Regions from separate parts of the Mus musculus genome. Here regions 1, 2, 4 and 5 are each linked to region 3. A link is a contact called in public Micro-C and promoter capture Hi-C data. All regions are on one chromosome and are shown on one strand. The core of a region is the stretch at or near the end of the contact, and the rest is flanking DNA. Distances in the headings are between cores, read along the strand shown. Region 1 holds the start of Ccdc177 (coiled-coil domain containing 177). Region 2 holds the start of Susd6 (sushi domain containing 6). Region 3 holds the start of Dcaf5 (DDB1 and CUL4 associated factor 5). Region 4 has its middle 10 kb from the start of Gm51986. Region 5 holds the start of Plekhd1 (pleckstrin homology domain containing, family D (with coiled-coil domains) member 1).

Evidence for each region. Promoter capture Hi-C pulls out the DNA fragments that hold promoters and counts their contacts. Hi-C and Micro-C count contacts between places; a contact is called where the count stands out from the background. Capture Hi-C pulls out chosen DNA fragments and counts their contacts.
Region 1: a Micro-C map of embryonic stem cells shows a contact between it and region 3, with 4 times the contacts expected there. The contact joins the promoter of Ccdc177 here to the promoter of Dcaf5 in region 3. A contact is called at or near these places in 10 of 39 promoter capture datasets (the 3T3-L1 cell line, cranial neural crest, embryonic stem cells and 6 more), 3 of 484 Hi-C or Micro-C datasets (all in embryonic stem cells) and 1 of 115 datasets of contacts at active chromatin or transcription factors (embryonic stem cells).
Region 2: a contact with region 3 is called in a Micro-C map of embryonic stem cells, with 8 times the contacts expected there. The contact joins the promoter of Susd6 here to the promoter of Dcaf5 in region 3. A contact is called at or near these places in 4 of 39 promoter capture datasets (hippocampal neurons, liver and pre-B cells), 2 of 484 Hi-C or Micro-C datasets (both in embryonic stem cells), 2 of 115 datasets of contacts at active chromatin or transcription factors (memory CD8 T cells and pancreatic cancer cells) and 1 of 9 other capture datasets (liver).
Region 4: a promoter capture Hi-C map of hippocampal neurons shows a contact between it and region 3, with 3 times the contacts expected there. The contact joins the enhancer-like site here to the promoter of Dcaf5 in region 3. A contact is called at or near these places in 4 of 39 promoter capture datasets (hematopoietic stem and progenitor cells, hippocampal neurons, liver and 1 more), 2 of 15 datasets of contacts at CTCF or cohesin (embryonic stem cells and pro-B cells), 2 of 484 Hi-C or Micro-C datasets (both in embryonic stem cells), 7 of 115 datasets of contacts at active chromatin or transcription factors (T-cell acute lymphoblastic leukemia, embryonic stem cells, forebrain and 2 more) and 1 of 9 other capture datasets (pancreatic islet).
Region 5: a contact with region 3 is called in a promoter capture Hi-C map of liver. The contact joins the promoter of Plekhd1 here to the promoter of Dcaf5 in region 3. A contact is called at or near these places in 1 of 39 promoter capture datasets (the 3T3-L1 cell line), 2 of 484 Hi-C or Micro-C datasets (the Patski cell line and embryonic stem cells), 8 of 115 datasets of contacts at active chromatin or transcription factors (T-cell acute lymphoblastic leukemia, craniofacial prominence, embryonic stem cells and 3 more) and 1 of 9 other capture datasets (liver).

Annotation. Positions count from the first base shown.
Region 1 is chr12:80,759,089-80,764,182 of GRCm38.p6, forward strand. Ccdc177 (coiled-coil domain containing 177) reads right to left here and starts at 1,627. Exons shown (of 2, transcript NM_001008423.2): 1 at 1,309-1,627; 2 at 1-438. The coding sequence starts at 410.
Region 2 is chr12:80,787,705-80,792,248 of GRCm38.p6, forward strand. It overlaps Susd6 (sushi domain containing 6), which reads left to right and starts at 2,828. Exons shown (of 6, transcript NM_178682.4): 1 at 2,828-3,111.
Region 3 is chr12:80,434,073-80,438,774 of GRCm38.p6, forward strand. It overlaps Dcaf5 (DDB1 and CUL4 associated factor 5), which reads right to left and starts at 2,529. Exons shown (of 9, transcript NM_177267.5): 1 at 2,113-2,529. The coding sequence starts at 2,326.
Region 4 is chr12:80,727,353-80,732,327 of GRCm38.p6, forward strand. No RefSeq gene overlaps it. Among named protein-coding and RNA genes, the nearest start is that of Gm51986, 10 kb to the left of the region's middle. Within about 2 kb of position 2,654, at least 19 of the 459 cell types and tissues checked have an H3K27ac peak or open chromatin away from gene starts, as enhancers often do. A contact at or near this core is called in forebrain, hippocampal neurons and liver, where this site is marked.
Region 5 is chr12:80,689,574-80,694,481 of GRCm38.p6, forward strand. Plekhd1 (pleckstrin homology domain containing, family D (with coiled-coil domains) member 1) reads left to right here and starts at 3,028. Exons shown (of 13, transcript NM_001177503.1): 1 at 3,028-3,454. The coding sequence starts at 3,306. It overlaps Plekhd1os (pleckstrin homology domain containing, family D (with coiled-coil domains) member 1, opposite strand), which reads right to left and starts at 4,379. Exons shown (of 3, transcript NR_037995.1): 1 at 4,372-4,379; 2 at 2,588-2,887.

The sequences.
Region 1 (5,094 bases), core at 377-2,876, 320 kb after region 3:
TCCGCCTCGTAGGCCTCGTACAGGCCGGTGGCCACGCGCATGGAGCGGCCCGGGGCCTCGCGCACCAGGTCGGCCAGGGCCCGAGGCAGCAGCTCCACGGGCTTGACCGCGCATCGGGCGCAGGCCTCCAGAGAGCGGGGGCTGGTCAGGACGTAGCGGCTGCCCTCTGCCTCGGGGCAGGCGAAATTGAAGAGATCGAGGTGCAGCAACGGAGACTGCTCCCGACGTCCACCTTCTGCCCCGCAGGGGACTTCAGCCTTACGGGGCGCCGCCGCGGAGGCGGAGGCCGAGGAGGCAGCCGGCTGCTGGGCTCCCTGGGCATCGGGGGGCTCGGACGCTGTGGCCTCATCCCCTTCAGAGCCACCGGGCTCCGCTCCCTCTTTCTCCTCTTCTGGCACCGGGTCCACCATAGCTGAACCTCGTTCTTTGTTGGAGTCCCTGAGATGACAGAGGGGCGGGGGGACATAGAGGATCTGTGAGCTGTTCCTCCCTCCTCAGCCATATTTACCCCTCCCAACTTAATCCGATTTCAGATTAGGCTCAGGGGCCTGATGGAACGTAAATCCTAAAACTGATGCCCCAAAAACTCAGGCTGGGCAGTTGCGGTGGGGGGACGCTGGGCCTTAGACAGCAGCCTCAGTCTCCCTCAGACCTAGAATGCAGGGCCTTTCAGGAGACCACATTGGCGTGAGGCCCACTAGCTGCATCCCCTTCCTGCAAAGATTGAAGTGCAAGGAAGGCTGCAGCCAGCGAGGGAGGCGCTGGAGGATTCCCCGGAGGATTAGCTATTTGTTTGTAGCTTAGGCGGGCTGCTGGGATGCAGCTTTGCAAGAACACAAAAGGGGAAGGGGCCTGTGCATGCCAAAGTGCATTGCTGCGAGGGCCCCAGTTGCCTAGGAAGAAGTTTATGGTTGATTTCTCTCTACCAAAAGGACCCGGAGCGCAGGGCCCCCGGGAGATGGAAGGGCTGAAAAGAGTCTCCAAAGGCTTCTCCGAGTGGAGTGATGGATTCTTTCTCCAGCCTCTCCAGCGGGGCTTGCTGGGAGCTCTCTGCCTTCCTCTTCCTCCAGCCCCCACCCGGTGTTTGCTCAAGATGCACAAGGCACCTGAATCCTCCCAGATGCACCCGATCTCCAAGGCCGAATGTGTAGTTAAAGGTACCATCAACCCCAGTATGGTGGACTCAGACATCAGCCGCTGATGCTCACCAGTTTCCGCACCGCATCTCAGGGGAGTGGGCTCTTAGAGCGCCGTAAACCCTGCCGCTCCATTCTGGGAGCTGCTAGGTCTCCGAGCGGGTTCACTTACCCCAGGTCCGGGCTCCGGCCCCCTTGCCGAGGGCTTTTGTTCGCCTCTCGCTGCTCTCCCCGGCGCCTCTTCAGTCCCTGCGCCGGCGGGGTCGGGTTACTGCCGGCTGCAGCAGCCAGCGTCTCTCCATGGGAGACTACGAACTGGGAGCACACATCCCAGACGCTACCTACCCGGGGGAGGGGGAGTGCGACAAAGTCTCCCTAAAATAACGTAGCTCTGCTCCCTTGCTCACAACTGATTCTTAAAAAAGGAAGCTGGGTTCTTCCCTCGCCTCTGCATCCATCTCCACCTCTACCGCCAAGGTACCGCAGGTCTCTCGCTGCTCCTGGCGCCTCCTGGTGGCCACTTAAGGGTATTCATTTCTTTGCTTAGAGGACGACAAAGCAATTAAAAATACAGTAACTACACATGTATGCATATAAATGAATGCATGCATACATACGTAATACAGAGAGATGTGGACATAGCAGTTATCACCAGAAATCTAGTCTTTGGGCACCTTAGGCGGGTACAATGAAGGAATCAGTATATTTCTCAAAGGGATCTTAAGCAGACCAACAAGTCAGCAAGTAATTGGGTAGAAAGAGGGCACCTGGTCCAAATAGTGATTTTTATTTATTTAAGGAAAGCTAAGATGGGAGAACGAATGAGAACAAAGAATGATGCCACATTATGAAATTGCCATTACCTTGTTTGCTCACCTAAATAACTAAAAACAGTCGACAAAAACACACGGGTTCAGGCGGCAGAACACAAGTGACCAGCGGATGCTGCTTCCGAGTCGCTAGTTTCATACGATGAGACTGATCCTGATCGATGCCATGTAATGAGTGCTTTTTGATGACACCTCATCCTACCCTTCCATCGTGAGTGGTAGTGGCCAAAGACATCCCAGATTAGAATCCTCCAAGGAATGGGGGGGGGGGGGAGGTGTAGCATTAGAGAGTGTGGTGAACTATGATGCTAAAGAATCCGAAGGGCTGGTTGGTGGTGATGCCCGCCTTTGATCCCAGCACTCAGGAGGCAGAGGCAGGTGGAGCTCTGTGAGTTCAAGACCAGCCTGAGCTACAGAGTTCCAGGACAGCCAGGGCTACACAGAGAAACTAAACAAGCAAACAAAGGAAACCATGAGGGGAAAGTAAAGTTTTTGTTTTGTTTTGTTTTGTTTTGTTTTGTTTTGTTTTGGAAAGGGAAGGTTTTGAACAAGGAAATAATGCCGCAGATAGACTTTTTAGGAACATAACTCTAGCAACAACAGGGCAAGGCCCAAGAGACTAAGGAAGCAGTTGGGGAGGCACTGCAGGTACCCAGCACAGGGAATGTTGGAACCAGAAAGGGAGCGGTGGTAGGAAAGGAGGAAGGTGGGGGTTTGTAAATACAGTGGAAGGAACCACACTCAAAGCTTGGCTCTAGTGTGTGAAGTGAGGGATCAAGGATGGCTGCCTGGAGCAGTGGGATGCTGAGACAGACAGACAGACAGACAGACAGACAGACAGACACGGAAAGCGTGGATCCAGGAGGGAAGATTAGCTGGTATGGAATGCCAGTTATGGGCAGTTGCCCCTCTCCGTCATTAGAGTAGGACCATCCAACAGGTGGCTGGTTAAGTCATACTAGAGGTCTGGACTGGAACTAGATCGAGGATGTCACCATCTATGTAAGGTCCCTGTGATGGCTAGTTTTCTGTCCACTTGACACATGCTAGAGTCATTTAAGAAGAGGTGACCTCAACTGAGAAAATGCACCCCCAGACTACTCTGAAGGCAAGACTTGCATTTTCTTAATTAGCGATTGATGAGGGGGTGCCTGCCCATTGTGGGTGGTTTCACCTCTGGTGATTCTGGAGTGTGTAAGAAAGCAGGCTGAGTAAGCGTTCAGGAGCAAGCCAGTAAGCAGCAGCCTCTCGTCTTCTTACCTTGAGTTCCTGCCCTGACTTCCGCTTTCTCTCTCTCTCTTTCTTCCTTTCTTTCTTTCTTCCTTTCTTTCTTTCAAGATTTATTTATTAGCCAGGTGTGGTAGCGCACGCCTTTAATCCCAGCACTGGGGAGGTAGAGGCAGGCAGATTTCTGAGTTCGAGGCCAGCCTGGTCTACAAAGTGAGTTCCAGGACAGCCAGGGCTATACAGAGAAACCCTGTCTCGAAAAACCAAAAAAAAAAAAAAATTTATTTATTATTATAAGTACACTGTAGCTGTCTTCAGATTTCAGATGCACCAGAAGAGGGCGTCAGATCTCATTATGGATGGTTGTGAGCCACCACGTGGTTGCTGGAATTTGAACTCAGGACCTTCGGAAAAGCAGTCAGTGCTCTTAACCACTGAGCCATCTCTCCAGCCCCTGACTTCCTTTGATGATAAAAATATGACTGTAAGCAGAAATAAAATCTTTCCACCCCAAATTGCTTTTAGTCATGGTATTCCATCACAGCAATGGAAACCCCAACTAAGACAGGTCTTAGAATGAATAATATGTGTGAGACCACGAAGATAGGAAAGATGGGTTGATAACAGGATATCAGTGATAGGATTTCAAAGAAAAAGCAGACCCATGGATGAGACCAATAAGGAACGGAAGGAGAGTGTGCTTGCTATGTGAGGAGAGCGCTCAGAAGAACGTGATTCAAGTACTAAAGGCTACAGAAGTCCAAATGGGTTTCTTCTGGAATCAAATATCCAAAGTAACAGTCATCAGACTGAGTGACACTGGCAAACATCCCACCACGTTGTACGGGGAGCAGATGCCAAAGTGCAATGGTGATCGAGGAAGTAGGAGGTATTGATGCAACTCTTAGGCAATGATGTTAGGAGTTGTAAGGCTTGAACCTCACAAGCTAGCAAGTTAGCCCCTGTGGTGCATAGATGCTGATAGAGGACCTGTTTCTCATCTACAGAAAGAAAGAACATGGGGTTTGTCTTTTTGATCACAGTGGGACCAGGTGGACAGTACACATTAAATGGGCTTATGTTACAGGTGAGACACTTCCCCCCCTCCCCCCACCTCCCTTCTCCCTCTTGTTCCAGCCCCACTCACTCTGGTCCATAGTTTTTTTGTTTTTTGTTTCTCATTACGGATGTTTATGAACTCATGACCTCCGGAAGAGCAGTCAGTGCACTTAACCCCTGAGCCGTCTCACCAGCCCCAGGTGAGGCACTTTTAAAGGGAGCTTAATTTACATCACCAACTTGATTGGATTTAGAATCACCTAGAGATCTACCTCTAGGTGTATCTGTAAAGTCATTTCTAGGTTTAGCTGGGGAGGGAAGGCCCAGTCTGCATATGAGAGCATCATCCCATGGTCTGGGGTCCTGGACTGAATGAAAGAAGGGAATGAGTGGCAGGGGTGTGGCTCCATTGTTAAAATATTTACCTGGCATCTACAAAGCTGTGGGCTTGATTTTCATCACCATATAAAGCCCTGCATGGCAGTGCATACCTGTAACCCCAGCACTCAAGACGCAGAAGCAAAAAAATCAGAAAATTCAAGATTAGCCTTAGCTGCATATTGACTTGGAGGCAAGCCTATGCTGAATTACAAAGGCCCTGCTGTCTCAAAAAGAAAGAGGAAAAGGGAATATGGGCTAAGCACCAACACCCTTTGTTTCTATTCTCTGCTTCCTTACTATGGACACAATATGACCAGTCACCATGCCATCCATCACGATGAACCATACCCCTTTTAAACCAGGAATCAAAATAAACATTTTCCCTTCAGTGGCTTGTATCAGATATTTGGCCATAGCAGGGTGAAGAGTTACTAACAGGAGAGCTAAGAGTGAACCTGGTT
Region 2 (4,544 bases), core at 1,578-4,077, 350 kb after region 3:
GGGGAGCAGATGGTGAGGTCTCAGAGGTGTGGCAGGTGGTAGCTTGTTAGAGATGTGCCAGCAGGGTGGGGAGGCTTAGGTGTCGGTTTTTCAGCGGGGTGATGTGATTGGATTCCTGCCAGACTGCTGGAGAGCCCCGGACACAGTCCGGGCTGGAGGACTTTGTTCCCAGTTGCTGAACTCTGGTAGGTGGTGAGTAATGATATGGGTTGACATCGTGAGATGCGGCAAGTGTTCCATGAAGTTCCCTGTTAGTGGCCAAACTGCCACGCACGGCTGGAGACTCAGCTGTCCTTTCAGAAGACATGATCTGTCTGTATACCCACTTTCTTCCTTTGCTTTCTTTTTTTTCACCCATCCTTCTGTTTGGTGGGGCTCGGGCTCTTCTTTACCCTTTCCCTGTTTCTTTTCTCTTGTCTCTTGGGTCTTCCTGCCAGGACCACAAGTTTTAGTAAGCTATGCTACGGTCCTGCAGTATTTCTCATCTTTTCTTTTGCTGAGACAGGATCTTGCTTTGTAGCTGAAGCTAGCCTTGTATTTGGAATCCTCCTGCCTCAACCTCTTTCCCTAATGCCGGAATTACAGGCTGTCCAGATCCTGCCAGGCTGATGTTTTTCAACCCCCTTAATGGTCTGGGCAGGTGCAGCTCCCTCAGACTGGGTAAGTAGGCAGGATGCCAGGTGTCTATTTTTCAGAGGAAGAAAGGAAAAAGAAGGGAATACATCAGGGGTTTCTCCTAGGCCCACAGGGAGAGGGGGGAGCTTTCTAAAGTGGTCCTCTGCCTGTGATTTGGGACCCTGAAAGGGGTTGAACCGGACCCTTTCTTTCACAGGGGGCACCTAAGACATCAAAAAATACAGATGTTTACATTACGATTCATAATACTACCACAATTATAGTTATGAAGTAGCAACAAAAAATAGTTTTATGGTTGGGAGTTTTGTCATAACATGAGGAACTGTATTAAGGGGATCACAGCATTAAGGCTGAGAGAACCACTGCTCTAAGGGATGGGTGTGTTGTTGTGGCAGTAATTCACAGCACCTTTATTGGAAGCTTTCTAGGTGAAAGGCCCTGAGGTGTAACTTTGTTCAAAGGGTATCTGGCAGAAAAGGAAGAAGAAGAAGAAGAAGAAAAAGAAGAAGAGGAGGAGGAGGAGGAGGAGGAGGAAGAGGGGAACTGAGAAGAAGAAGAAGAAGAAGAAGAAGAAGAAGAAGAAGAAGAAGAAGAAGAAGAAGAAAGAAGAGGAGGAAGAGGAAGAAGAGGAGGAGGAGGAGGAAGAGGAGAACTGAGAAGAAGAAGAAGAAGAAGAAGAAGAAGAAGAAGAAAAAGAAGAAGAAGAAGAAAGAAGAGGAGGAAGAGGAAGAAGAAGAAGAGGAGGAGGAGGAGGAGAACTGAGAAGAAGAAGAAGAAGAAGAAGAAGAAGAAAGAAGAGGAGGAAGAGGAAGAAGAAGAAGAGGAGGAGGAGGAGGAGAACTGAGAAGAAGAAGAAGAAGAAGAAGAAGAAGAAGAAGAAAGAAGAGGAGGAAGAGGAAGAAGAAGAGGAGGAGGAGGAGAACTGAGAAGAAGAAGAAGAAAGAAGAGGAAGAGGAAGAAGAAGAAGAGGAGGAGGAGGAGAACGAAGAAGAAGAAGAAGAAGAAGAAGAAGAAGAAGAAGAAGAAGAAAAAGAAGAAGAAGAAGAAACAAAAAACTCCAGTAGATCCTAGGTAGGGCACTTGCACAGATAAAAGAAAAGGCTGGGCATGGTGGGGCACACCTTTAATCCCAGCACTTGGGAGGCAGAGGCAGTCGGATCTCTGAGTTCGAGGTCAGCCTGGTCTACAGAGTGAGTTCCAGGACAACCAAGGCTACACAGAGAAACCCTGTCTCGAAATAAATAAATAAATAAATAAATAAATAAATAAATAGAAATAAAAAGAAAGAAAGAAAAAAAAAAGAAAAGGCTAACAGGCCTTCTTAATTTATGAGTCACTGATTTTCAAGGAGTGCTTCAACATTTATTGAGCACCTCTAAGACAGGCCAAGTACCTAGTACCAAGTACCTAGGCACAAAGAGATAGTTCCTACTGTCATATGGCCACCCCTCTGTAGTGAGAGTCACTGTTAAATGGATGCAGCTGACCAGTGCTCAATTTGCTCACCTAAGACGCGCTTGAAAGCAATTCAAGGAGGCTCAGAAGCAGAGCAAAAAGCTAGGGGCCAAGCCTGCAGCTCTAGGTTCCCCAGGCCTCGCTGGAATGTCAGTTTCCTCCATTTAAGATCTGCCAGGTGTTTTTGAGTGCGCAGAAATAGCACTCAGGGACACCCATTAAAAAGATTCCTGAAGCCCACCCCAGCGTTATAGAATCAGAATGGCCTGATCTACATTTCCACCCCCACCTAACCCCCTCGGGACACTTTTGAGATAGTTAAGTTACACACCCTAACCTAGAGTACAGCTTAATAGGGAGATAATAACCTGCTTTGAAGATAGGTCAGGCAAGCGATTCAAGACCTAAATGGGCGACGTGTGTAGAAGAGGCTCTTAAACAACAGTATACTTCCTTGCAAATGACAGTAATTAAAACATCCAAATAATAACCAAACAATAACAGTAAAAGAACCGGAGGGCCCTCTAGGAAGGTGGCTTAACTAGAGTATTACAGCCAGAGCAGTTCGAGTGACTGTCTCTTTAAGGTTCCCTCCCCCCGCCGCCAGGGGCGTGTCAGACAAGGTCAGAGGCGCGTGCGCGTGACTCCTCGGGGCGGTCGCAGCGGCGCGACGCCTGCGCTTGTTGCGTGCGTGCCTGACCCCGCCCAGGCCTCGTCCCTGCCCTGCCCCCTCTGCGGGGCCTCCCCCGCCCGCGTCGTACAGCTGGGCCAGTGACGCTGGCGCAGCCGTCGCCACCGCCGCCGCGTTCCATCCTCAGGAGCCGGCCACCGCTCGCGTCCTCGTCCTCGTCCTCCTCCTTCGTCAGCGCCCGGCCGCGTGAGCCAGACCAGGGCACGCGAGGCGTCGCGGGGGACCCGACAGGGAGTGCAGGCAGGCGGGCGCGCTCAGCGGCGGAGCGGGTTCGGCGACGCGGGAGCTGCTAGCGCCCCCTTTCCCGGAGGTCTCGGCGCCGCTCCCGGGTGAGTTGTCACCGCCGCCCGGGCTGGAGGGGCCGGCTTTGTGTCAGCGGCGCGCGGGGCCGGTTGTCAGGGCACTGGCGGGCAAGCACTTCCTCAGGGACGCGGGCCTTCTGCGCGGCCGCCTGCTACCGCGCCGGCCGGTGTCAGCACTGCGAGCCGCGCGGGAGTAGCCGGGTCGGGCCGCTCCGAGGGCGGCGGCGTGGTTGTGCCGGTGCCCGAGAGCGGAGAGCAGATCGGGCTCGGTGGAGCGCGCTGCAAGGCGGAGGCCCTCCAGTCCAGCGAAGCCGCGGTTCCGCACGGCGGGACCGGCTTGGCCGAGGTGGGTTTCCTGAGGAAACCTTGCAGCCGCTCGCCTGTGCGCGGGAGCGTTCTGGAGCCCCAGCGCCTGGTCGCCTCTTCAGTCGCAAAAACTTTTCTTATTATGTGGGCTGAAACTTGCCGAACCCATTTCCTGTTTTGTTTCGGTTTTACTGTAACTACATATAGACTTTCTTACTTGTGAGACTGATGGTCCCTCCCGGGACAGCCACCATGGTGGAAAAACTTACCTGTAACGGAATTGGGAGGGCAGCAAGGCCGGGGATCCCAAAGAGGCATTAAGTTCATTGGGAACTTTACATTAGTTCAGCAGAGGCCCAATGTTGTTGCCACACACTTCTTTGGTGACAAGGTAGTGTGCTGCCCTTTGTTGCTCTTGTTGGTTGGGGTTCGAAGAGAGGTGCGGGGACATTATCCTTTTCAGTTAAGCCATGGGTATTTAGTCCTTTCTAGATCTGCAAGATCCGCAGTGACTTTCCACTTTTCACTGGTCAATCGGTTTTTGGTGTTAGAATCCCTTTGGTTAATAATAATAATAATAAAATCACACATACACACACACACACACACACACACACACACACACACACACTTTTGTGCTCTGGGAATTCTACACCCAGGCTGTCACCATCTAGTGGAGACTAGTAGAGACATGCCCTTGGCTTTGACTTCTTAGTTTTCTGAGCTTTGCATTTTTCATTAGATGCACATTCAAGTAGAAATGAGAACTGTCTTGAGTTGGGGGTGGGAGTGGATTCCTGTATTTCAATAAAGGAATCACTTCATAAGGTGGTGATACTGTGGAAAACTTGTTGAGGGTTTATTGTGTCCCAAGCTAAATTCATTTAGCGTGTGTGAGTTTGAGTGTGTGAACTTGTGCTGGTGTGGAGGTCAAAGAACAAACTGCAGGAGCCAGTTTTCTACCTCCCAGCAATTGAACTCTGGTGATCACGTCTGGTGCTTCTCCACTCTGAGCTATCACACTGGCCCAAGTTTCACTTTTGATCTCATGTAATAATATTTGAGGTAGGGCCGATATTATCCTTATTTTTTCAGTTGAGATGAAAGTTACACATGTTAAATAATGTAAGCCACAAATGTAAGTTCTGGAGTGT
Region 3 (4,702 bases), core at 1,279-3,778:
AGAGTAAGTGAAAAATGTACAGGGTGGTGTGGGAGCACACCTTTCATCCCAGCAGAGAAAGGCAGGCAGATCAAGGCCAGTAGAACTACACAGAGAAACCTTGTCTCAAAAAACAAAACAAAACAAAACAAAAACAAAAAAAACAAAAAACAAAAAAAACACACACACAATGAAAAAGAGTAAAATGCCTTAACTTTAAATGGGAGAACTTTATGGTATTTGCATTATATTTCAAGTTTAAGTCTAAAATGTGTTAAGCTGGGCCAATGTGTGATTAGTAATGATTAATTAGTTCGTTATAAGAGTATCCTCACAGTCCCTCATTCCTTAGGTAAAGTGACTGTTTGGGAGAGCCGCTCATTGGTTAATACATTAATCTCAGGAGAGAGTTGTATTACAAACACAGAGACAGCCTTCAAAGAAGCGTTCTTTCTCTCCATTTTTGCACTTGAATTTTGTTAGGTAAAATTCTACACCATGGTGTGTGGGAGAAAAGCTTTTTAATGTAGGGCCTGCCTTGAAGTAGTATATCAGGTTTCTTGGGGTCAGGGGGTGTCATCTAGGGTCCAAACTTTAAGCAAGGGGAAAATAATCTGGTGTGAAAAGATGGGGTCAGTTCTAGAGAAATCTCCGGTCTATCATGAAATAATCACAGACCTCTTATCTCTGCTACCCACAAACTGGACCATACTCATGGTGGCACTTCCGCCTGATACTTGCGAAGACAGATGCTTTGCCATAACCGCCGAAGTTTCTGGAAAGCTGCCCACTGACGCAAATTAGAAAGCCATTCAGGTATCCACCTGGATGAAGTTAAGCGCCACGTCCAGGGCTGCCCCCCCCCCCCCCCCCGCCCAACCCTCCCAGTATAGGAAAAAGGGTCGAGGAAGGAGGCGAGCGGGAACGCCCGATCTGGTCTAGGCCCTTCACAGCGCAGCCGGGTTTCAGGGAGCCGCCCCTTCTCGGGCAAGAGCCCAGCCCCACCCGCCCACACCCGGGGCCGCGACCCCAGGGGAGGAGCGGGGGCAGCCAGCGACCCTGCCGCGGCGTACGCAGGCGCCGCCGCTGCCACCGTCGCCGCCGCCGCTCGGGTCCGGCCTCCCCCCCCGGAGCAATAGGCTATCGATTCAGCTGCCTGTCGCTAGGAGCCCCGAGAGAGCAAGGCCTACACCGCCCGGCCGGAGCCCCGGCCTCGATTGCACCACTTTCCCCCACCCCAGCGGGGAGACCCTGGAGGCAAGTAGGCCCAGCTGAACCGGGTGGGGGAGGAGGCGAGCAGCCCTGCAACAGGAGCCGCGCGGGTGAAGGGGGTCCTGGAGCCCGCCTCCCGCCAGTAGGTCTCCCGGGGGGTCCTCCTGAAGCCCTGCCTCCCGAACAGCGCATCCAAGTTCAGGCTGGTTGGTGTCCCTAGGTCGCTAGAGCCCTCGCCACTCTCGGAACCATAATAAAAACAAGACGCTGAAGAGGCTACCACTGCGTGCTGGGAGATGGGATTGGGCCCTGAGAGAGCCAGGGGGAGGGGACGCCTCTCTGCTACCCGTCACCACCCGCCCGACCCCGCTGGCCCCACGGTGTCCGGCTCTGTCACCGCCGGCCTCCGGCTCCGAGGCCCCTTTTCTCCATGACACCGAGGACTGGGGCTCGAGCTTCGCCTGGCCTTTGGCGAGCCTTGGTCTCCCCCCCCCCCCCGGCCAGCCCTCCCCCCAGTGCCCCCCGCACCTTTTAAACTACGCAGAGGAAGAGTTTGCCAACCAACTTAGTCAAACCGTAACCTCGTCCCCCTCCCCGACCCACACTGGTGGGGCAGGCATCTGGAGGGACCACTTTGCACTTGGGATAAAGCACATTAAAGACCTGTCAACCATTTTAGGTCTTTTTTTATATATATAGAAGACATCCTCCTCTCCTTCCCCTTCTTCCTTCCCTCCCCCCTCCCTTCCTCCCTCCCCCTGCAATGGTATTAATTTCACACCAAATCTTCCCACCGCTGGAGAGGGGTTGAGAAGGGCGGGGGTGGGGACGCAGGGCAGCAGGAGGGTGGCGGGGAAGGGGAAGGGGCAGCTGGAAGGGGAGCGGGAGGCGCGGGGAGGGGAAGGAAGGGGGTTGATTTACCTGAGACCAGCCACTGGCCTCCATTGTTGGAGAATTCAATGGCATTGACACAGCCGAAGTGGCCGAGAAGGTCCTTCTTGTAGAGGTTTCTGCAGCCCCGCAGGCGTCTCCTCTGAAAGTCCTGAGTGAGCAGGGGGTCCCCATGCAAGCCCCGCTGGGACAAGAAGCCCACCACTGACCTCATGCTGCCCCCCAGGCCAGCTCTCCTCTTCATGCTGGAACCGCCGCCGCCACCGCCGCTGCAGCTCGCGCCGCCGCCCCTCCCTCGGCCGCACGCCGGGCCGCCGCTCCCCTCCCGTCCCGTCCCTCCCCGCGCGCAGCGAGCCGGAGGCTTCTTTAACCAGCCATGGCAGACGGAGCGAGGTGTGCAGACGGTCGGTCGGCGGCGTTCGCGGCTTCCTCACGGTCGCGTCCCTCCCTCCCCTTCCCCCCTAGGCTCCGCCTCCCTGCCGCCTCCAGCAGCTGATCCCCAGCTGCGGTCGCGCTTCCGCGGTGCGGGGCTCTTCCGCCGGCCGCCGGGCCGGAGAACGCGGGCGCCAGCTGCCCCTCCCCCGCGGACGGCTGCCCGGAGATGGCGGGCGGCGGCTTGCAGCGGCCGCTGACCGCGCCGAACCACGGTTGGCTCAGGATGGCGGCGACGGGGCACCCCCGGCACGCCGCACTCTGAAGTTGGACACGCGTAACAATCAGAGTGGCAGCCGGCCTGCGGGCTCACCCTCCTTCCCTGGAGGGACAGCGGCTCGCCCAGCGCTGCTCGCTGCCTCCTGGGGCGCCCAGTTCCCTGTTCAAGTGAGGGAACCCACGATTGGACTGGACGTCTGGAAGGAGGTTGTCTGTGGGGTTTTATCGGTGCACCTGCCCTTTCCAAAAATGTTGATACACCCTTCTATTCTCCAATTCAGTTTTCTAATTGACACTCACCACCACCCCCACCACCACCCCCAGCCTATCGGTTTAAAAAAAAAGGCAGAATTATTCAAGCTGATAGGACACTTGGGTTTAGGGGGTTGCGGAGAGGTGAAAAGAGAATTGAGCTGATATAGTAGCCATATAGTAGAGCGTATGCTTTTTGCATTCTTCAAGTTCTGGGTTCAATCTCTAGCACTAACAATCCCCACCCCCCACTCCCAAAAGAAAGTGAGAAGAAAATTGCCAAAATCAAATTGAGAAGGTCCTCTGTCCATTGGTTCCAGATGCATTTGCAAGCCACAAGAAACATTATGAAACGTAGCAGTATCTTATTTCATTGGTAGGGGTGAGGCCAAAGGTCTTGAGAATGGAGGCCTGGAGATGCACAGCTGTTAACCAGCAGCCACAGTATAGTCCAGAAGTAGCTGCCTTTCAATAGTGCAGGAGTCCTCAGTTGAGTTGACCTCAGTGAGGAAACTGGGTAAGTGCACTGGAATTTTACCAGGTAAAGTTGAAAGTCCCCTTTTCAATGGAGTGCTTTTCCAGGAAACTATCCTCTATCATTAGTGGTAATTAACTAACCTGAAATAGGCAGGTGTCAGGTTTGCCCTTTCAGTTTAACACGAATTACAATCTCAGGACCAGAGATGGCACAGGAGTGGTTAAATACAACCATAGGTGAAAGATGAACTAAAGAAATTCTTAAGATAAAGATGGGGAATGAGGAAGAGGTTCACCTGTCAAGCAAAATTATTTTTTTGCAAGTAGTTAATTCAAAAGTTCATATAACAACATTCTAAATTTATTAGAAGGTCACCAAACCCAAAAATGAGAATTCAAATGGAATATTATCCCTTAAATAAGAAAATGAGGGGCTGGTGAGATGGCTCAGCAGGTAAGAGCACCCGACTGTTCTTCCGAAGGTCCTGAGTTCAAATCCCAGCAACCACATGTTGGCTCACAACCATCCGTAACAAGATCTGACTCCCTCTTCTGGTGTGTCTGAAGACAGCTACAGTGTACTTACATATAATAAATAAATAAATAAATCTTTAAAAAAAAAAAAAAAAAGAAAATGAGTAATGCTTAAAAAAAAAATCCTGTGCACACTGTGGTTTGTACATATAATCCAAGGACTTGGGAAGTGGAGGTGGGAGAATCAGGAGTTCAAGGTCAGCCGATAGGCTATAAGAGACCCTGATCTCAAATAACAGTAGCTGAGTAGTAGCGGCTCATACCGGCGCATACCTTTAATCCAGCAAGAGGCAGGCAAGTCTCTTGAGTCTACCGAGCAAGTTCCAGGACAGCCAGAACTACACAGAGAAACCCTGTCTCAAAAAATAAACAACACAGTAAGTTTTGTTCATTTATTGCAAGGTTTTTCCCATCTCAGTTCCTTTTCTTGGCATGCTCAACTACACATTTAAAAAGCGCCCTTTGGCTCTGTTGTATTAATCAGCCATTATTTATCTCTGCCTTATTTGCTTAGGGTAGGGGAGAGAGGCCTAGTAATGATGTGTCTGAAGTGGCCTTACTGTGTCAACATATGACACACTACTCTCTTCTCTTAAATATATACTTTAATCCACAATTTAAAATATGACTCTTCCCCCCCCCCCAATCCCTGGAAAACTTCAGCCTAAAAATAGTTCAGGATCTGGTCACAAGGTAGCTCAATTCT
Region 4 (4,975 bases), core at 1,404-3,903, 290 kb after region 3:
GAGTGCCTTAGGACCAAGACTGGCGCAGCTGCAAGTTCCCACATGGCAGCAAGTGCAGATACGCCAGAGAGACATTTCTTCAAGGTTCAAACCCTCTCCAATTTCTCAGTCTCTACTGATTGACCCAAACATTGCAAAGGGTTTGCTGAAACATTTCACAGCCAGACACAAAGACCTTACTATTCATATCGCTGTAGTTTGGCTCTATACATTCAGGTCCAGACTCCAGCCTCTAGAACGGCCCCACCCACATTTCAGGTGGATCTTCCAACCTCCATGAATTAATATAGATCATCTCAAACAGACACCATCAGAGGTTTGTTTCCATGGGGATTCTAAATCCCAGCAAGTTGACAAGATAAACCAACATACCTCCCAAAGACATGTTAAAGAAAGCAAGAGACTTTGGAAAGCACAAATGTTCCAGCCGAGGAACCTGTCTCAATTTCTGGAAAGAGGCAATACTCTCAAACCATTAATCACAGTTTAGCCTGACTTGGGCAGTCTGTTTGGAGGACAAATACATGCCCCAGTCTCAGGAACAGCCTAGGGTGTCAGGTGTGATCTAACCAGACAGCAGCTGGTAAACTACTAGGCAAAGCAGTTGGTCAGGGAGCCCTGTGCCCCTGCCAGAGGAAAGCTCCTCAGATCTTCAACCATCTGCAGAGTCTCCTCAAAGTCAGAAGCCCCACAGCTCTGACTCAGGAAAGAGATAATGGCTTCTCTCACCCCACTTCTTGTGAAGGGGTAGAGCAGTAAGCCTTTGAGGGAGGATCAAGAGGATGATTCAGCCTGGTAGAAAGAGAAAGCCACTCCATCCAGTGGGGTTGAACGAAGGTCCTTCAAAAGTTTAGGGCACACACCAAGCCCAGGAATTCTGAGATAGAGCTTAATAAAGCAAAGTCCTTGGTGGCTGTCCCTGTATCCCCCCACAGTTGGAAATGCAACCTGTTCTGTGTCTCTGTGGCTTTGCTTAGGGGCTGATCAAGGGGAAGCCAAGGTGACTTGGCTACTCAGAGACAGAAGCCATCTCGGGCTCCAGGGCACCACCCAGGAGACAAAGAGAGAACTACAGTTTGGAATCATGGTCCTAGGGGACCTGACACCTGCTAATCCTGCTCTGAGCATTCAACCCATGCCTGTTACCCTGTCCCAGCCATGGCTGGTGGGCTTGGGGTGTCTTTTTTTTTTTTTTTTTTTTTTTTTTGGTTTTTTTGAGACAGGGTTTCTCTTTATAGCTCTGGCTGTCCTGGAACTCACTCTGTAGACCAGGCTGGCCTCGAACTCAGAAATCTGCCTGCCTCTGCCTCCCGAGTGCTGGGATTAAAGGCGTGTGCCACCACGCCTGGCACTGGCTTGGGGTGTCTTAAAGGAGACTTTGTCCTTTGCCAAGCAGCAGTTGAGCTGACAAGACCTCAGGAGGACCTTGCCTCTCTCCCTACTTCTGTGGAGAGGTGGCCCTGATAGAGAAGGCAAAGCCTCTGCTGGTCACTTGCTGGCCATGTGGCATTGGAGAGCCACTCTTTATAATGATTTCTGTATCTATGTATGTTTATAATTGCAGGAGAGAAGTCTCTTTACTCTCATAAGGTCACGTAGATGACTATGGAGACTCCCATAATCCAGGATTTTTCTGCTCTGTAGCCTGTGACTGCCACTAGAGGTCAGGAGAGCCAGGCCCTCTAGGAGGATGCTCTGGTTAGTTGAACTAAGTGCCACACTGTCCTCTAACTTATCTGAAAAGTTTGAGCCAGGTGTGGTGGCACACGCCTTTAGTCTTAGCACTGGGCAGGCAGAAGCAGGTGGATCTCTGTGAGTTTGAGGCCAGCCTGGTCTACAGAGTGAGTTTCAGAACAGCTAGGGCTACACAGTGAAACACTGTTTCAAATCAATTATTTAGTTAATTAATTTTGGCCTTGAGATGAGAACAGGAAAGACAAGGAAAAAATAATCAATGGAAATGCCCATTGCTGCCTTCACCCCATGTCTGAGGCTGTGTGCCTATCTTTATTCAGTCAGCATTTATTGTGATTCTCTGGCGTGGAGTTGCACACCTCCATTGTCTTTTATTGGGCTTTTTATTGAGGTAAAATATGCGATCAAAATTTATCACTTGAGCCGGGCAATGGTCATTCATGCATGCCTTTAATCCCAGCACTCAGGAGGCAGAGGCAGGCTGATTTCTGAGTTCGAAGCCAGCCTGGCCTACAGAGTGAGTTCCAGGACAACCAGGGCTACACAGAGAAACCCTGTCTTATTTGAACCCCTTTTCTTTATTTTTGCTTTCTTCTTTTTCTTTTCTTTTTTTCTCTTGTCTTGTCTTGTCTTGTCTTGTCTTGTCTTGTCTTTTTGGTCTTTCAAGACAGGGTTTCTCTGTGTAGCCCTGGTTGTCCTTGAACTTGCCCTGTAGTAGATCAGGCTGGTCTCAAACTCAGAGATCTGCCCTCCTCTGTCTCTTGGGCATTTGAACCATTTCTACACATGTGACTTAGTGATGTTAAATATATTTACATTGTTGCGCAATCCGTTTCCAGAATGCTTCATTTGGCAAACCTCAGAACCCGTTAAGAGATGATCCCTGGCCCCACTCCCTGTGCTGGCAAACTCCATTCTACTTCCTGTGTCTACGGCAACTTTAGACACAGACCCAGGAAGTGGAACAAGGCAGTATTTGTCATTCTCTTTACATGTTTGTTTATTTATTGAGTGCTGTACAGCACACATGTGGAGGTCAGAGGTTAACTTGTTGGAACCAGTTCTGTCCTCCACCATGTGGGTTTCTGGGATTAAACACAAATCTTTGTCGATCTCTGTGTTTGCTCCCACTGATGAGCTGTCTTGTGAGCCAATTTTTGTTTGTTTGTCTTGTTAAAGATTTATTTTATTTTGTGTGTGCGGCTGCTTTGCCTGCACGTATGTGCGTACAGTATGCGCATGCGTGGTGTCTGAAAGGTGCCAGGAGAAGGCATTGGATCTCCTGGAACTTGAGTTACAGATGGTTGAGAGCTACCATGTGGGCATTGGGAACTAAGCCAGGGTCTTTTGCAAGAGCACCCAATGTTCTTAACCAGATTTTTTTCCCCACTAGCTTACTTCATTAGCATAGATAGCATCCTCGAGGTTCAACGGTGTGTCAGGATTTCTTTCCTTAAATAATATCCTATCACTTTAAAAAAATAAAAGCGAATTGAAATATTATTCTGACGAGTTGTTGGCCAATGGAGGGGGCCCTGTCTGTCTCACAGGTCAAAGGTTCGCTGCCCAGTTCCTACCCTTCTTTTCTTTAGGATTTCCTTCACTCTGGCTTCCTGCAGTTTAGGTAGGGATGCTTGGATGTCCACTACCGTCTTCTTCCCAGCAGATGGCAACATGCTGCAGATTCTGGTGGGAAAGTGAGCTGGGGCTCCGGCAGCAGGGGGAGGGCGGGCTTTGTGACTGCACAGCGCTGCGTGATTGGCCTGGGCTGATCTGTAGGTCATTCCTTCCTTTAGGATAGAAAACAAAGGCTCTGCTTTGACCGTCGTATACCTAGCACATTATAAACCGGACCCTTTCACACTGGTTTCTAGTTTGTGGTCTCACAACATCCCTTTCCTGGGTTTATATAATAAGGTCCATAGTGGCTAAGAACTTGCCCGAGATCACATGACTTGGAAATGGAAGTTCAGGCCCTTGCGCTCAAGGCCAGTGTTCTTTGTAGCACATCCTGGAAAATATAACATGTATTGGAACATCATTATGACACGCGTGACTGTGGATGCTCTTTTCAACTCACCCCCAGTTCTGGTCTAGATTGGAGCTTCCCATCCCTGGAGATGCTTCTCAGGAAACAAACAGTGGCGCATGCCTTTAATCCCAGCACTTGGGAGGCAGAGGCAGGTGGATTTCTGAGTTCAAGGCCAGCCTGGCCTACAAAATGAGTTCCAGGACAGCCAGAGCTACACAGAGAAACCCTGTCTTGAGAGAGAGAGAGAGAGAGAGAGAGAGAGAGAGAGAGAGAGCAGCCACATTCACCCCGCCACGGTGGTGGGGGGGAGGCGTTTGTCCTAATTGTGTTGGGGGTGCTCGAGGCAAGAGGGCGTAGGGCAGAAGTCTACTTACCATTTGTTGTGGGCACAGAGTGTTAAGACGGTAAGTATTGTGAATTTGTCAGGCATATGATATAATTGAAGGAGAAATACCTTCAAATTCAAAGTAATGAGCCCCTCAACAAAGTGGCTAAGTGGTCCTGGGCCTGCCATCCAGGGTGAAGACCCAGGATGCTACCTTCTACTAAGCATTTGGTAATGAATTGAATGAATTGATGGTTGAAGGCTGGCACAATAAAACCCACTTTTTCCTTTCATTAACAGAAGAAAATAATTACCACATTTCTCATTTGGAAATTCCATTGTGGCCTCCGGCTTTGCCTAGAGTTTGCTTCTGATGAATGATTATCTATGCAAAGAGGGAACATTTGGGTTCAATTTTAAAGAGACCTTTTATGAGATAGTTGCTTTAGAGTGTGGCTGTGAGGGCTGAGGTTGTGGCTCAGCTGGTAGGGGGCTTGCCTAGCATGCCCACAGCCCCGAGTTCAAATCCCCAGTATGGTATAAACCAGAAGTGGGTGTGTGTGGCTGCTATCTCACTCAGAAAGTAGAAGCAGGAGAACCAGAAACCCGAGGCCACCCTCAGCTGCCTGACAAGATCGAGGCTGGCCTGGAACAAACCCGAGAACTTGTTCATAAAACAAGCAATAACAAAGTAAGTATGGAGGTAAAAGAAACCCTTAGGAAGGTGGCCATTGCTCTTCTTATAGATTTGTGCGCTGCAGCTTTCCAAATATATACTGAAATCATACATTCAGTCCTGTATTTCATGATCTAAACCAACAAAAATATTGTCCATATTGTTCAATTAGCATTCTACACAAACCCATTGTTGTTTGATGGCCATTCTCTGCCTTTTATAGCCACCTGTCAATTCCTGTCATCTC
Region 5 (4,908 bases), core at 1,778-4,277, 260 kb after region 3:
TGTTCCCCCTTAGTTTCTCATCACAATTAGCTGAATTAGGTGAGCGGCAAGCAGCACATTAGGAAAAACAGCTTACATCTAACCAGAAACCTGGGGGAGGGACACCTTTAGGAAGCCTGGGTTTCCACCCAAGCCTCATCTGATTGCTACGACTGCGCAATCCTAGCCAAACATGGTAGTACAGGCCTGTAAATGCAGCGCTCTAGAAGTGGAGGCAGGAGGATGACAAATTTGAGGTCGGCTGGACTACATAGCAAGATCCTGTGGGGGAGGGGGAGAGAAAGAATAATGCTTAGGAAGCCCTGCCTGACCTTGGCCTGCAGCCCTGGTTTGTTTTGTCTTCCACAGAACTCTCAGTGTGCATTAAGTCTCCCAGAGAACACAGAGGGATGGAAAAGCTCTGCCAGGGCCTGACCCGGCATCATCAAGGCTGTTTGACAAGGGCACAAGAACCACCAAATTATCTCATTGCTTGCCTCTTACAGTTTTTCTACCCACCATTAAGTGCTGTTGGCTGAGGACTGTCCAGATGTGCTGCATGCAGATGAAACGAGCACAGACTGTTTTTTTTTTTTCTCTCTGTCATGGAAGAAACCTAGCTCCATGTCTTCCATTGCAAAGCATTTTCCAGGACCCCCCCCCCCCCCCCGCAGGCTTGCTCAGCCCCTCCCCTTGAAGATTTTCTCATGAATGGTTCTATTCATGCCACAGTTCACAAGCTCATCACTGGTCTTTACTACGAGGCCAGAGCTGCTACTGACCTGATTCAGGAGAGAATGAATTTGCTAAAAGGATACCAGGAAGGCCAGACCTCAAACCCTGCTCAGTGCCACAGAGCACTACGTGCTGCTGTCTCATGTAGCCAGGTCTGACTACCACTGCGGCTGGCATCCTTGCTACTGCTGCACCAGGAAGGCAGCCCAGAAGCCACATAACTATTCAAAGTAAGTCAGGTACCTTGGCCATCTCCTTCCCTGAAAAAGCGCCTGTGCCTGCCTGAGCCTTCTGCTTCCTTGTGTTTATGGCCCACTCCAGGGAACACAGGCTCTTGATGCAAGTTTTGTTTGTTTTGTTTTTGTATCTAAAAAGAACGGGATTCCTAAAGTATGAAAAGTGTCTGGGCATCAAGATTATAAACTTGAGGACCTGCAAGGGACCAGAGGTGTAATTCAATGGTAGAGCACATGCTTGGCATTCACAAAGCCCCAGGTTCAATGCTTGTAAGACTTGTATATAGTCTTGTAGACTATAGAAAAGAAAAGCTGGGCAGGTAAGATAACACTTTTCTATGATGCTGAGGTCTTCTGAGGATGCCCATTAGGGCATTCAGATCTATAGTGGGTGGGTGAGTCTGATGCTGCTTGTACTCAAATGCTAAATTCTGTATCCCAAGGTCTTATTGCCTCAAGACAAGGTCCTCACACATACCAGCTTTTGTTGTATAAACCTTGCCCTCCAACTTATCCATCATTGGTTAATAAAGGTGCCCACAGCCTGTAACTGAGCAGAAAAGAAGTTGGTGAAACCAGGACTTGGGATCTGAGGCAGAAACCACTGGGGAGAGAGAGAGGAAGAAGAAAGTGCCATGGGGGCTGTGGGTCATGAGTGCATGGCCCTAAGGGCTGGCCAGCTAGAGAGTGGCCCAGGCAGAGGAACAAGACAAATGATATCTAGAGATTATCGACAGGTAAGTAGATAAAATAACATAGAGGGGTGGTATCTGCCCAGCTCTATTGCTTTAAGGCTTATAAATATAAAGGTTTTGTGCCTTTTATTTGGGAACTTAATGATCTAAGGTGGGGTAGAAACCCCCAAGTAATATTTACCACAACACAGGTCAAATATTTCAAGACATTAAGCAAATGGTGAAAACTGAGAAAAGTGATTATGGGTTGACTGGAGAAGGGTACAGGGGCTGGAAAGAGCTTTCTCTTGTGTTGGTTGGTGGTCTCATGGTGCAAGCATTTATCAAATTAGTCCTCGAGAGCCAACATACTAAGTATACCTCAGTGTTGCTTGTGAAGAGCAAATTCATAAAGTCTGAGCAAACCGATTTGGCTCTCAGATTACCCATTTGTTTGCGAGTTCTGTTGCATTTTTTACTTCTCGGTTTCACACAGAGGAATCACAGATCCCGAGGGAGGAAAGTGGTTTCGCTAAGGGCACAGGTCAATCACTGAGGGCCAGTGGCTTTCCAACCTTGAAGAGTCCAGAAGGAGGAGAGGGAGGGGAGCGGCCCCAGAATGCAAACAAACCCTTCAGCCTTTGGAGTGTCTTTCCACTTGCAGAGTAGGAGGTGAGGTAGTCCCCAAGGCCTGGCTATAAAGTGACGCGGTCAACAAATGCCTACACTACACCGAGAGCGGAAGTAGACAGGTAGCCCTGGGGAGCACAGGCGGCGCGCAGATAAATCATGAATACAAACTGCATTGACAGTTTGAGATTGACACTGAGTGCCAAATGCCAACACAGACTGCCAAGTGTCAGGAAAAGAAATCCGATCTGGTCCAGGCAGACTTGGCGGGGACAGGGAAGGGCCATGAATCTTACTGGGACCTCTTTTCGAGGCTGGTCCTTGGGCACTTACCGAAGTCTTAGCTGACCACCAGCCTACCCCCTAAGAGGTAGGAGAGTCTCCGCTTTACAGGTGAGAAAAACACGATCCAACGGCTAGTCGAGACGTTTAAAGCCGGAGTTTGGAATGGCAAGCGCAGTTCCCTAACACCACTCCCACGCCCAGAGGCGAGCAGGTGGCAGCGGAGTGACTCCTGCTCATCACTGACCATACCTGGCCAGCGTTTTGATGAAGGCAGGACGGACCACAAGGAACTGGGGGAGCGTTGGGCGCCTGAGTGGGGGTGGGGAGGTGTAGTGGCCAAATCCCGGGCTGAGTGACCGACCAGGACCCTGCAGACTCACTGAGCTAGTTCCTGCAGTAGGCGCCAACCCTGATTGGCGCTCGCTGCCGGCCTGAGCCGCTCACCTGCCACTCCCAGCCAATCCAGGCTACCAGAATTGAGGCTGCAGGCACGGGAGGGGAGGAGGGGGGTGATGCTGCGAGCCTGCGGCGGAGCTGCCCTCCCCGCGGAGTTCCCTCCCGGCCAACAGCGCTCTGGAGCTTCGCCCCAGCCGCTGGCTAAGCTTCCCGCGCCCCTCCGCTCTCCGCTCCGCTCGTCGGGATACGCGCCCCGACGGCGTTCCCAGCTGCCTGCACTCGCCGTGCCCACTGCTTCCCACTGTCCTCCCTGTCCCTTCCAGTCCCACGAAGGGAGTGGGCCCGGCCAGGGCACAGTCTTCGAGATACGATGTTCACATCCAAGTCCAACTCCGTGTCGCCATCGCCGTCCCTGGAGCAGGCGGACGCGGACGCGCTGGACATCAGCACCAAAGTGCAGCTCTACGGGGTTCTGTGGAAACGGCCGTTCGGGAGATCCTCGGCCAAGTGGTCCCGGCGGTGAGTTGTGTCCCCCGCGTCCTGGGAGACCTCCCTTCCCCACCCCTCCCTACCCCGGGAGGGAGCCCCGAGCTTCAGGACCCCTCCCACTCATCTAGTCACCGCCCTGCCTCAGCCTTCCGCTGTGACCTTGACCTGCCCAGCCAGTTTCTCTCTATGCTGTCCCCCACCTGGAAGATGCGACTTTAATTGGTCGCTAGAGCTAGAATGGCCGGTAGATGCCGGGAATTCTCTGTGGAATGAACTAAGTCGCGAGTCCCAAGTGGCGAGGCTGCATGTGGGCTAGAGATTGAGGTTAGGTCGGGCCAGTCTGCAGAAGGAGAAATCCCATCCCAACCAGATTCTCCAGAGACCTCCACAGCCAATTCCATCCCTTGGCCGAGGCTTTAAGTGGGCTGGGAAATGGGCGTCTCTCTCCTCTATCCTTTCACGCATCCTCAACCTTACATGGTATTTGAGCAAGCCCGACCACTGCCACTCTGAAGTACTCGGGAGAAAGGAGAATCACAAACCTTCTCTAAGGAGTTGTGTTGGAAACTGTGCCCTGACATCACTGAAGTTAGAGTGGGAGAGAGGATATATTGGTCCTGTCCAAAGGACTGGTTGGGAGGGGGTGTTGGGCAATCCTTGCCCTATTATCAGCACGAGGCTCTCTGCCCCAACTCCAAAGGAAAGCCCAGATGCCAATAGGGCTTTCTATGGCCATGACAAGTGTTGGGAGAAGGGGCACTCCCAGACCTGGGCTTGCAGGAACCTCACAAAGCTGACTGCATGTGCACTAGGCCATTTTCTACACAGCTTTTATCATTAAGTCAACACAGATTTCCTGCAGTGTCTAGAAGACTCAGACTTCGTCCTGGTCCCTCCCTGGAGGGTATGAACATTCTTGGAAGCACAGCCCCCTCTCCCTCCCACACCTTGAGTCTGAAGGCCTCTGATGTTTTCAGGGCTGCAGATCACGTGTGTGTGGTAGTGGTTAGTTCTGATCAATTTTGATGAATAATTTAATATTCCTGTAAGACCTCAGGACAAATGGAGGTGTGGATGGGATTTCATGTTTTACAGAGCTGGTTTCATACACTTTTATTACTTCTGCCTGATTTCTCTTGGGGACTTAATGGATTACAGACCCCCTTGAGTGCCTCCCAAGTTGAGTTTTCCTCTGATGTTTTAAGTGAAGGCTCTGTGCAGAGTGAAGATTATATGAGAGACTCACAGGGCTGAACTGTCTGATGGCAGCCACTGAGGGCCAAGAACATTCTGTCTCTGCCACTTGTGTGTGTGTGTGTGTGTGTGTGTGTGTGTGTGTGTGTGTGTGTGGTGAGTGCAGAGGTAGGGGAGGGGAGGGGACGGGAGGGGTTATTGTTGACTCCCAGCAGAATATCCTGAGCACTACTGTAGGCAGCCATCTCTCTCCATTGGGTCTGACTATCCCAGGTACTCTTCTGAGTCCT